Linked DNA regions of Solanum lycopersicum: region 2 is linked to region 1. A link is a contact called in public HiChIP or PLAC-seq data. All regions are on one chromosome and are shown on one strand. The core of a region is the stretch at or near the end of the contact, and the rest is flanking DNA. Distances in the headings are between cores, read along the strand shown.

Region 1 (4,548 bases), core at 848-3,347:
AAACGGATAAGTTAATATTAGATAATGTGCGTGAAATAAGTTATTATTAATTTCCTGATAACTAATGTTCACATCTTAAGGGATTTGATTTTTTTTCATTATAGATAGACACCAAAAATGTCTCAATTTGTTTTAAATGCTAATAAGTTATGATTTTAATCCTTAAAAAATTTTAATATGTTATTTTCTTTCCTTAAACGTGCATTGCTTGATTTTTTTTCAGAAAGTGAGGATTATTATGATATTTGAATATTGATATATTTTTTTCGTTTTTTTAAAAAATTCTTAAAATTTGACGTTGAAAACGATTAGATTTAATTTGATGGAGAACATTGTGTCAATATTAATTAAACATGGTGGCAAGTGGAATTCATCAGGTTAGTTTTTATTTATGATTTGTTATGTTTTAAGTATAAATTATTGGTTGTTATTATATATATTTTTTTGTTGTCATGTATGGAATATGTCGTTTTTTTATATTTCTGTTATATTACAGATGCTGATATGATATATTTTTTTGTGATACAATTACGATATTTTTCTGATACTATGAAAATTATTAAGTAAAATAATAATTTTCTTCTTATGTGTAATTTAAATGAAGATTGGTGTGATAATTGATTACTGAAGAAAATACAAAAATTTACAGATTTTGAATCATTGTGCAGTTTTATTTTGAAAAAAATATGAACAAAGTCTGACAATTTGTATTAATATTTTTTTAACATTATATGAAATGTGAATTTTTGGTAAAAGTCACTTCATATTATACTTAAACTGTCAGGTGATAAAATTTTGTATATTGATGAAATATGAAAACTATATTATTTATGTATGTAATGTATCAATACATTGTATGAAATATGTATGAAAGCCCATTTTTTTATTGTATATATCAGTGATTGATTTATTTTATATATATATATATATATATATATATATATATATATATATATATATATATATATATATATATATATATATATTAATTTTGTATAAAGGTTGAATTAATTGTGTATTAAATTTTTAATAAACTGTATAAATTGTGTATGAAAGTGAATTTTAGATTGTATGTATCAGTTAATTATATAGTATTTGTGTATGAGTTGATTTTTTATAATTGATATAATACATATATATGAATTGTGTATAGACATTGGATTAATTGTGTATGAAATTGAATTTTTTTTATGTATATATCAGTGAATTATATATAAATTGTGTATGAGTAATTTTATAATTTTATTATGTGGTGCACTAAATGTAATGTTAATGTTGTGAAACAGGAAAATACGTCGACTTTGAGATGGAGGGCATCCTATATGATACTTCTACTCTTTATATTGGTTTAGTTAATGCTATAGTAACTCAAATTAATATAGAAGAAAATATAAATTCTATTGAGATAAAATATATTGTTAGCAAAATGTGTCCACGTATTAAAATTCATAATGATGTTGGGGTAATGGTTTTTCTAGATCAGATGATGGTGAATTTGGATTTCTTTACAAAATATCCATTATGCATCACTTTGAAAGATCGTGAGCAGTACGAAGGTCATGGAGTTATAATTACTGATAGAATAAACTCTGATGTTAGATTATCACAGACTAACATTGATTTGTACTCCAACAATTCTATCAGTTTGGTCGGAATGAATTTAGACGGGGTTGTCAATGATAATAGTGAAATGGATAATGATATAATATGTGACCATTCCAACCTTTTTGTAGCTGATAATTAGATTTATAATATTAAAGAAACCCTTAAGGAGGTTATGAGGCATGTTGGACTTGTTGAAAAATTCAGTTTTCGTATTGGGCGTTCTAATGGATCTAAGTAAGTGAGCAAAAAAAATTTAATTTTTTATTTTTTTATTTAACTGTATATAATTATAATGTATATTTTCTTAATTTTGAAAAAGTTATCACCTGGATTTTATTTCTAAAACTTGTTCTTGGATGATGAGGGCTTATAGTTGGAATAAATCAAATGTATTCAAAGTTAGGAAGTATATCGCTCAACACACTTGTTCTGTTGGAGAAAGAGTTTATGCCAGACATTAGGGGATAACTGACGTTGTAGTTGTCTTGATAATGGAGAAGTATATTGATCCATCTAAGGTATATACTCCAAAAGATATAGCTGATGATATGTTGAAATTGCATGGCGTTTCGTTGACGTACATACATGCATGTAGAGCTAAAGAAAAAGTAGTAAAGTTGGTGCGCGGAGATCCAGCAGAGTCCTATGCAAAATTACCTAGTAATTTTGAAATAAGAATAAATTTAAAGATTACTCATTGTATTAGACTGTTATGTTTTTGTGTATTCTTTATGTATAAAATGTATATATTTTTTGTATGAATTGGACTGTTAATTTTATATTTTGGAGCAAACATATGCAGGATCTGTTTTAAAAATTAAAAGGAAAGAAGGTGATACATGTTTATACGCATTTGTTGCGTTAGAAGCTTGTATTAGAGGTTGGAAATATTGTAGGCCAATTGTAGTTGTTGATGGTGCGAGATTAAAATGTTCATATGGTGGTACAATGTTAACTGTCAGCACAATGGATACGGGAGGTAAATTTTTATCCTATTTAATTTTCTGATTATATAATATAATGAAAAAATGTATAAATTATATTTCTGATTTGTGTGATTTTTTTTTTTGAAAAAATAATGAGCAGGTCATAGACCTCCGTTGGCGTATGCGATAGTAGATTCTAAAAACGATGTTTCATGGACTTGGTTCTCTGAGCAGTTTAAAGAAGCTTATTGAGTTAGACAAAATATGTATTTTATGTCGGACCGAAATGAAAGCATATGGAAAGGGACTGCTAAGGTATATCCTGAATCAAAACATTATGCATGCATATGACATCTGTCAGTCAATGTGTTGAAGAATTTCAATAGAAATAATGAAGATTTGAAGATTTTGTTCTTTTCATTGGCAAAAACTTGTACAAAACAAAAGTTTGAGACAATTATGGGAAGAATAGATCAGATAGATACGCGCATATAACCATACTTGTTTGATATTGGTTATATCAAATGGTCAAGAGCTTACTCGAATTGTAAGCGCACATGGACCATGACTTCAAACATCGCAGAGTCATTGAATAATGTTAACAGGTTAGCAAGGTGGTTACCAGTGATTTCACTTCTCGAGTTTATGAGGGTAACAATTCAGAGTTGGATTCACAAGCATAATGAGGAGGCTGATAAGACAACATCTGATCTGACAAAAAATATGATATTTATCTACAGAAAAGTATTGCGTTGTCGTGTAATATGAGGGTATCTGTTTCACTGTATTGTATTTTTACTTCTAAATATTTAGTGGCATGTATAATTTTTTTTCTCTTTTACATAGGTGATACCTTCAACTGTTGATCTGCATGCTGTAGCTGAAGGAGCAAAGAAATACATATTAAATTTGAACACAAGGATGTGTAGTTGCGGAGGATTTCAACATTATGATATACCGTGTGGTCATGCAATTGCAGTTCTCTGGTACAGGAAGTTACATGAAGCAGATTTCTATTCTGCTTTTTATAGCCTCAAGAATTTCAAAGATGCTTATGCCATTCCTGTCGAGCCTATCCCATGTAAGAGTGCATGGGATATACCAAGTTATATTTCTGAGCCTAAAATGATTCCACCCTGTCCAAAAAAGATCAGCAGGAAGACCCAAATTTGAACGCTAGAAGGGATTCGCTGATGTGAAATTCAAGAGGACAAAAAGCACATGCAGTAGATGCCATCAAGTAGGACACAGTAGGAAGACATGTTCAAATTATCCTGTACAAAAATAATTATTTCCTACTATTACATCCATGTTTTTGGGTATTTAAATTGTTATACACATGTTTTTTTTATTGAATCATATTACTTTTCATACAAAGGTCGTGCATTCTATATACAACTGTTCATATATTAACATTCCTTACCATTAATAAGTCATATAATATTCATATAGTATGCATACAGTTATTGCATATTGAATGAGGAATATATACAAAATTTATACAAGCAATATTTGCATAAAAAACAATGTATGTTTATGTTTTACATATCAAATTATAATATGATATAATTCAAACATTTTTCATACGATATTCATACCAGTAATATAAGTAACATTTGTTTCTATTTTGAATTTGAAAGTATACAATATTCATACAAAAATTTTTTATGCAAAAGTCATACACATTTATTAAGGTATAATTATATATTTATTCATATTGTCATATTGAATCATATGTCAGTACTATTTCATATAATTTTCATACATTATGCATATAAGAATTTAACATTACATATTAAAAAGTGCAATTTATACAAATATCATACACATTTAAAATTTATAAATACATAGTGAAGCAGACTACCATTTGTATAAAAATTTAAAAAAATAGTTATATAACATTTGTCTATGTTCTATATATCAAACTATAATATGACATTCATAATTCATATAATGTTCACACATGATTCATACAATTTTTTATATTTTCTTGTTGCGTTCAAAATTTATACAAAGT
Region 2 (4,602 bases), core at 1,778-4,277, 170 kb before region 1:
TTAACAAACTTATTTTCCACACAAATTTCGCATTTCGACTTATCACATTTAAAATCAGGCAAAACTTTTAAATTAATCAATTTTCGCAAGGCTTAGTAATTTACATGTCTCAAACGGGCATGCCATAAATCACTTAACTCCAATAAGTAAACAGAAGCAAAATTTTTATTAATACTGTCAACAACTATTACAATTAGTTTGAAAAGACCCTCATTGAGGTAGCCCTTTCCTATGAACATTCATTCTTACTTATTATAGTTTTATCACTAACTAAGACACACTTAAGCCCGTTCTTATTGAGTAGTGCAGAAGAAACTGAATTCTTCCTAATAGTATGGACATGCAGAACATTGTTCAAAGTCAACATCTTGCCAGATGTCCTTTTCAACATTACTTTCCCAGTTCCTGCAATCCTTACTGTTGTTGTGTTTTCCATGAATAAATCTTCATTGTACTCAGCAGGAGTGTACATTGCAAAGGCTTCTTTCGCAGAGCAAATATGTCTAGTGGCACCTGAGTCGAGAAATCACTCCTTGGGATTTCCAACTAAGTTACACTCCGATATCATTGCACACAATTCATCTACATCTTCCATCTTTTCCACGATGTTTGCTTGACTTTTGTCTTGGGCTTTGTTTTTGTCCTTTCTTGGAGCATGACAATCAGAAGAGCTATGACCAGTCTTGCCATAATTGTAACAGTTGCCTTTGAATTTCTTCTTGGCATATTCTGACTTCTGGCCGTTGGACTTCTTTCTCTTTTTGTTTTTGGTAGGATCTTCTTCAACAATATTAACTCCAATAATTGTTGAACTCTTACACAACTTCTTTTCGACGTTTTTGTTATCTTCCTCAATCTTGAGCCGTATCACAAGATCTTCAAGCTTCATTTCTTTACGCTTGTGCTTTAGATAATTCTTGAAATCGTTCTACGAAGGAGGTAACTTCTCATTCATTGCAGACACTTGAAAAGCTTCATTTACTACCATATCTTCAGCAATCAAATCATGGAGAACAAGTTGAAGTTCCTGCACTTGTGATCCAACAGTTTTATTATCTACTATTTTATAGTCTAAAAACTTTGCAACCACAAACTTTTTCAAGCATACATCTTCTGTCTTATATTTCTTCTCAAGTGCATCGCACAACTCGTTTGAAGTTGTTATTGCACTATAGACATTATATAAGTCATCCTCTAAAACACTCAAAATGTAACCTTTACATAGGAAGTCTGACTGTTTCCATGCTTCAATAATCATGAATTTTTCCCTGTCTGGCATATCATCAGCAGGAACTGGAGTATCTTCACTTGTAAATTTCTACAGACGAAGAGTGGTAATCCATAAAAATACTCGTTGCTGCCATCCTTTGAAATTCACACCTGTGAATTTACCCGGTTTCTCTGCTTGTGGTACAAGAATTCAGGTTGGTGCAGCAACAGCCACTGTAACACCAGTGTTTGCCATTTCTGTTAAAGGAGTATAAAATCACGAAGATTTTTGTCTCCACCAGAAACATTGATTTCAAAAAATTAATTTCCTTAAGATTGTCAACCAACCTGTGTTATCAAAACTAGAAAATTACTGATTTTAATAAATTGTTTAGAAACACAAAGTAACTGAAATTTATAGAACCAGTAAGCAAGATGAACAGAAAAATTTATTTCTCAACAATACTTAAATCTGCAAAAACTTACCAGAATCTGAAATAAACTTTTAGTTTGGAAGAAAATCAAGTCCACTGAATTCAGAATGCCCCTTTGAGAAAATTATTCCCCTGTAGTATCCGAGGTTTGATTTGGAATATAACACGAAGAAATATGTGTTTAGAAGAAGAAGGAAGACCAGAAAATTCGTTAGAAAATATTCTGAAGACTCAGTGGACACGATCATTAATGAAAGTTTGCAACCTTTCAAATGGTATTGACAGTTCCTGAAAGTTGCAACCTTTCAGAATAGTCATGACGGGAATTTTAAATTAAACCGGAAGCCGAAGCGACAACGGCACGAGGGGGGTCCCTCTTTCCAACCCTTTTAACAATTAATAAGAGTGTTTATGTATTTAAACTCTCCTATTTTCCTTTCCATTACCGATGAGGGACAATTGCCTTTTTTATTAAAGCATAAGACGACTTTTCAAGTTTCCAGCTTTTCAAGTTCCTCTCCTTCCCTCTATTTCTCATCAATTCTTGCTACATACCCAAAAATATATGTCAATAAATAGACAACTTAACAAGTCAATTGTTTTAAAAAAAGACAAAGGTAGCCTAAAATCTGTGATCCCAATTTGGTATTAAGATATTCAAATGTAACGCGAGGAGGACAAGGAAGCAATTGGGCGGCTGCTATAGATCCACATATGGATGACAATGATATACATACCTTTACCTAATAATTGTATCCACTAACGGTTTCCTTTCCAAACCCATGTGCTCCACAACTCAAATTTGCGTAAGGAGGTTGCAGTGAAGTGATAATTTTATTTATTTATTTATGAGGTTTTGAATTTGAGTGCTTTTAGATATGAAAGTGTTATTGTTAAGAAATATTTTTCCTTTTAAATGGAATTTTTTGATATTTAAATTTATATTTAGTTCAATTTTAATATGAATATTTAACACTAGGTGAAAAATAATTTTATTTTTTTCGCATAAGGACAACCGAAAGAAACCAAAAAAAAATTGGACAAGGACAACCAAAATTTACCAGCACATTGACAAAAACTCTAGGCATTAGGAATGTTTGGTAGAGTATATTAAAAAAAAATATTATATTTATTAATTGTATTTATATTCTTTCTATCATATTTATGGAGAATACTTTTATAAATAAAAATTATTTTAGAAATTGTGGAATTTATGATATTGTTAATATACCAAAGTAAGCAAAGGAAAAGAAATAATGTCAGTGGTTTAATAAAGTAAAATGAACAATAAGTTTCAACACAAAACATGTATGTATTGATTTAATATAAACACGCGATTCAGATAAGTTTTACCTTAATATGAGAAGTAAGAAAGTAAAAATCAATCAGTGTGCTATCTCCTCTTTTTTCCACACTTGTGATTAGTATCTCCTCCTTTATCCACAGTCGTGATTAAATATAGTTTTGTGCAACTCTAATATGAGAAGTTAAAGGTAGAAAGTGAGACAAAAAGAGGAAAATAAAATTACTTTTATTGAGTTCGTGCTCTCTGTTTGGTGCTCAAGAATCAAGAAAGATCCTAATTATTAATTTTAGAAGAGAATGTCAACAATGGCTACTTCTAGTGGTTACCTCACAAATTCTTTTTGTAAAAGGGCAATACATGAGAGTATTTCAGCATTCTTGATAATGTCAGCAAGATCATCGAATCTCAATTCCTCAAGCAAGGGGAAGAAACAAGTATTTAGAGAATTGCGATATGCCATTCCACAATCTGAGACTGAATCAACATGCAAATCGAATCTCCATTGTGATCGATTGGATGAACAAGTGTTGGATCAGGAAAATCGACATCAGTTCATGGCACATGAAGCAGTGCTTGATGAAGAATATTGGGTTAGTATCCTTCTTCATAATTTAAGATCCAATAGCTCGTGTTTTCACTATGTTTAGCTTTAATAATTGACAGAGAGCAGCATGGCTGCGAGCTGAATCTCACTGGGAAAATCGCCAACATGATCGGTATGCACCCTACCCTGTTATGCACTTAAAAAGTATGCATATAAATGAATCATTAATCAACTAGTCGGAATTGGCTATATGAATTCTTTATATCGTACTTTAATTAATATAAATGATCCATCATATTATGACAATTTTTATGCAATAATGGTATTATTATTATACCATCAACCAACACACCCTACCTTTGGTAGGATCGGATAAAATATCCAATCCAACCATACTTATCATAGATTAAAAAATAAATCAATGGGTTAGTAAAAACCTATGGCTTCACGAATAATCAGGGAAGTCAAAAGCTAATGGGTCGGATTGGATAGTTAACTACAAGAAATCTTTAATCATTTTCGTCTTTGATAATGCAGATTCGTCAATAACTATAAAAGGAAATATGCAGAGCAGGTAATTTACAAGTGTTACATGAAAAACGTATGCGCAGTGCATAATATCTCATAGTTCCACTATGCAGGAGTTTAATGCCTTGAAAAGAAGATGCAAATCACAAATTGGGCAAAGATGCACCTGCATTGTTGCGGTATAAATAAATCTGTAAACAGAAATTTACCTTCACATAATATTATTTTTCTTCAACTCTTGTCTTGCAAGAAAATTAGCTTCAAACTTGTTTTAGTTCATCATATCTGATATGTACTGTTGACATCAACAGGTACGGGCAGAAGATAAAATTATCAGACATACAGTACTTAACAGTGTCGTTGGGACACTAGATTTAATCATCGGGCACTTGTCAAGTGGAGAGTCTTTTCCCGGGGTAATTAATCTGAATAAATAAGTAACAATTTTCCCGTCAAGATTTGAAATGTCTTCAATTCAACAGGGAAGGGTGAATGCCCCTGATTTGAGCAACATTGAGAGATCATCCATTAATAGATATGGTTATATTGCAAATTTATGTGTTCTGAAATCTTCTCGAAGG

Evidence for each region. HiChIP or PLAC-seq counts read pairs in DNA pulled down with a chosen protein or histone mark.
Region 2: a contact with region 1 is called in an RNA polymerase II HiChIP or PLAC-seq map of leaf, with 6 times the contacts expected there. The contact joins the promoter of LOC101263025 here to the promoter of LOC138348810 in region 1. A contact is called at or near these places in 1 of 1 promoter capture datasets (leaf), 4 of 8 Hi-C or Micro-C datasets (leaf and leaf mesophyll) and 1 of 1 datasets of contacts at active chromatin or transcription factors (leaf).

The regions. Positions count from the first base shown.
Region 1 is chr5:40,588,569-40,593,116 of SLM_r2.1, reverse strand. It overlaps LOC138348810, which reads left to right and starts at 2,097. Exons shown (of 3, transcript XM_069298391.1): 1 at 2,097-2,265; 2 at 2,408-2,584; 3 at 2,692-2,783. The coding sequence starts at 2,097. The coding sequence ends at 2,783. It overlaps LOC138348809, which reads left to right and starts at 3,096. Exons shown (of 2, transcript XM_069298390.1): 1 at 3,096-3,290; 2 at 3,378-3,704. The coding sequence starts at 3,096. The coding sequence ends at 3,704.
Region 2 is chr5:40,763,544-40,768,145 of SLM_r2.1, reverse strand. It overlaps LOC101263025 (GCN5-related N-acetyltransferase 6, chloroplastic-like), which reads left to right and starts at 3,027. Exons shown (of 8, transcript XM_004239270.5): 1 at 3,027-3,539; 2 at 3,613-3,665; 3 at 4,031-4,067; 4 at 4,135-4,200; 5 at 4,333-4,437; 6 at 4,504-4,602. The coding sequence starts at 3,246.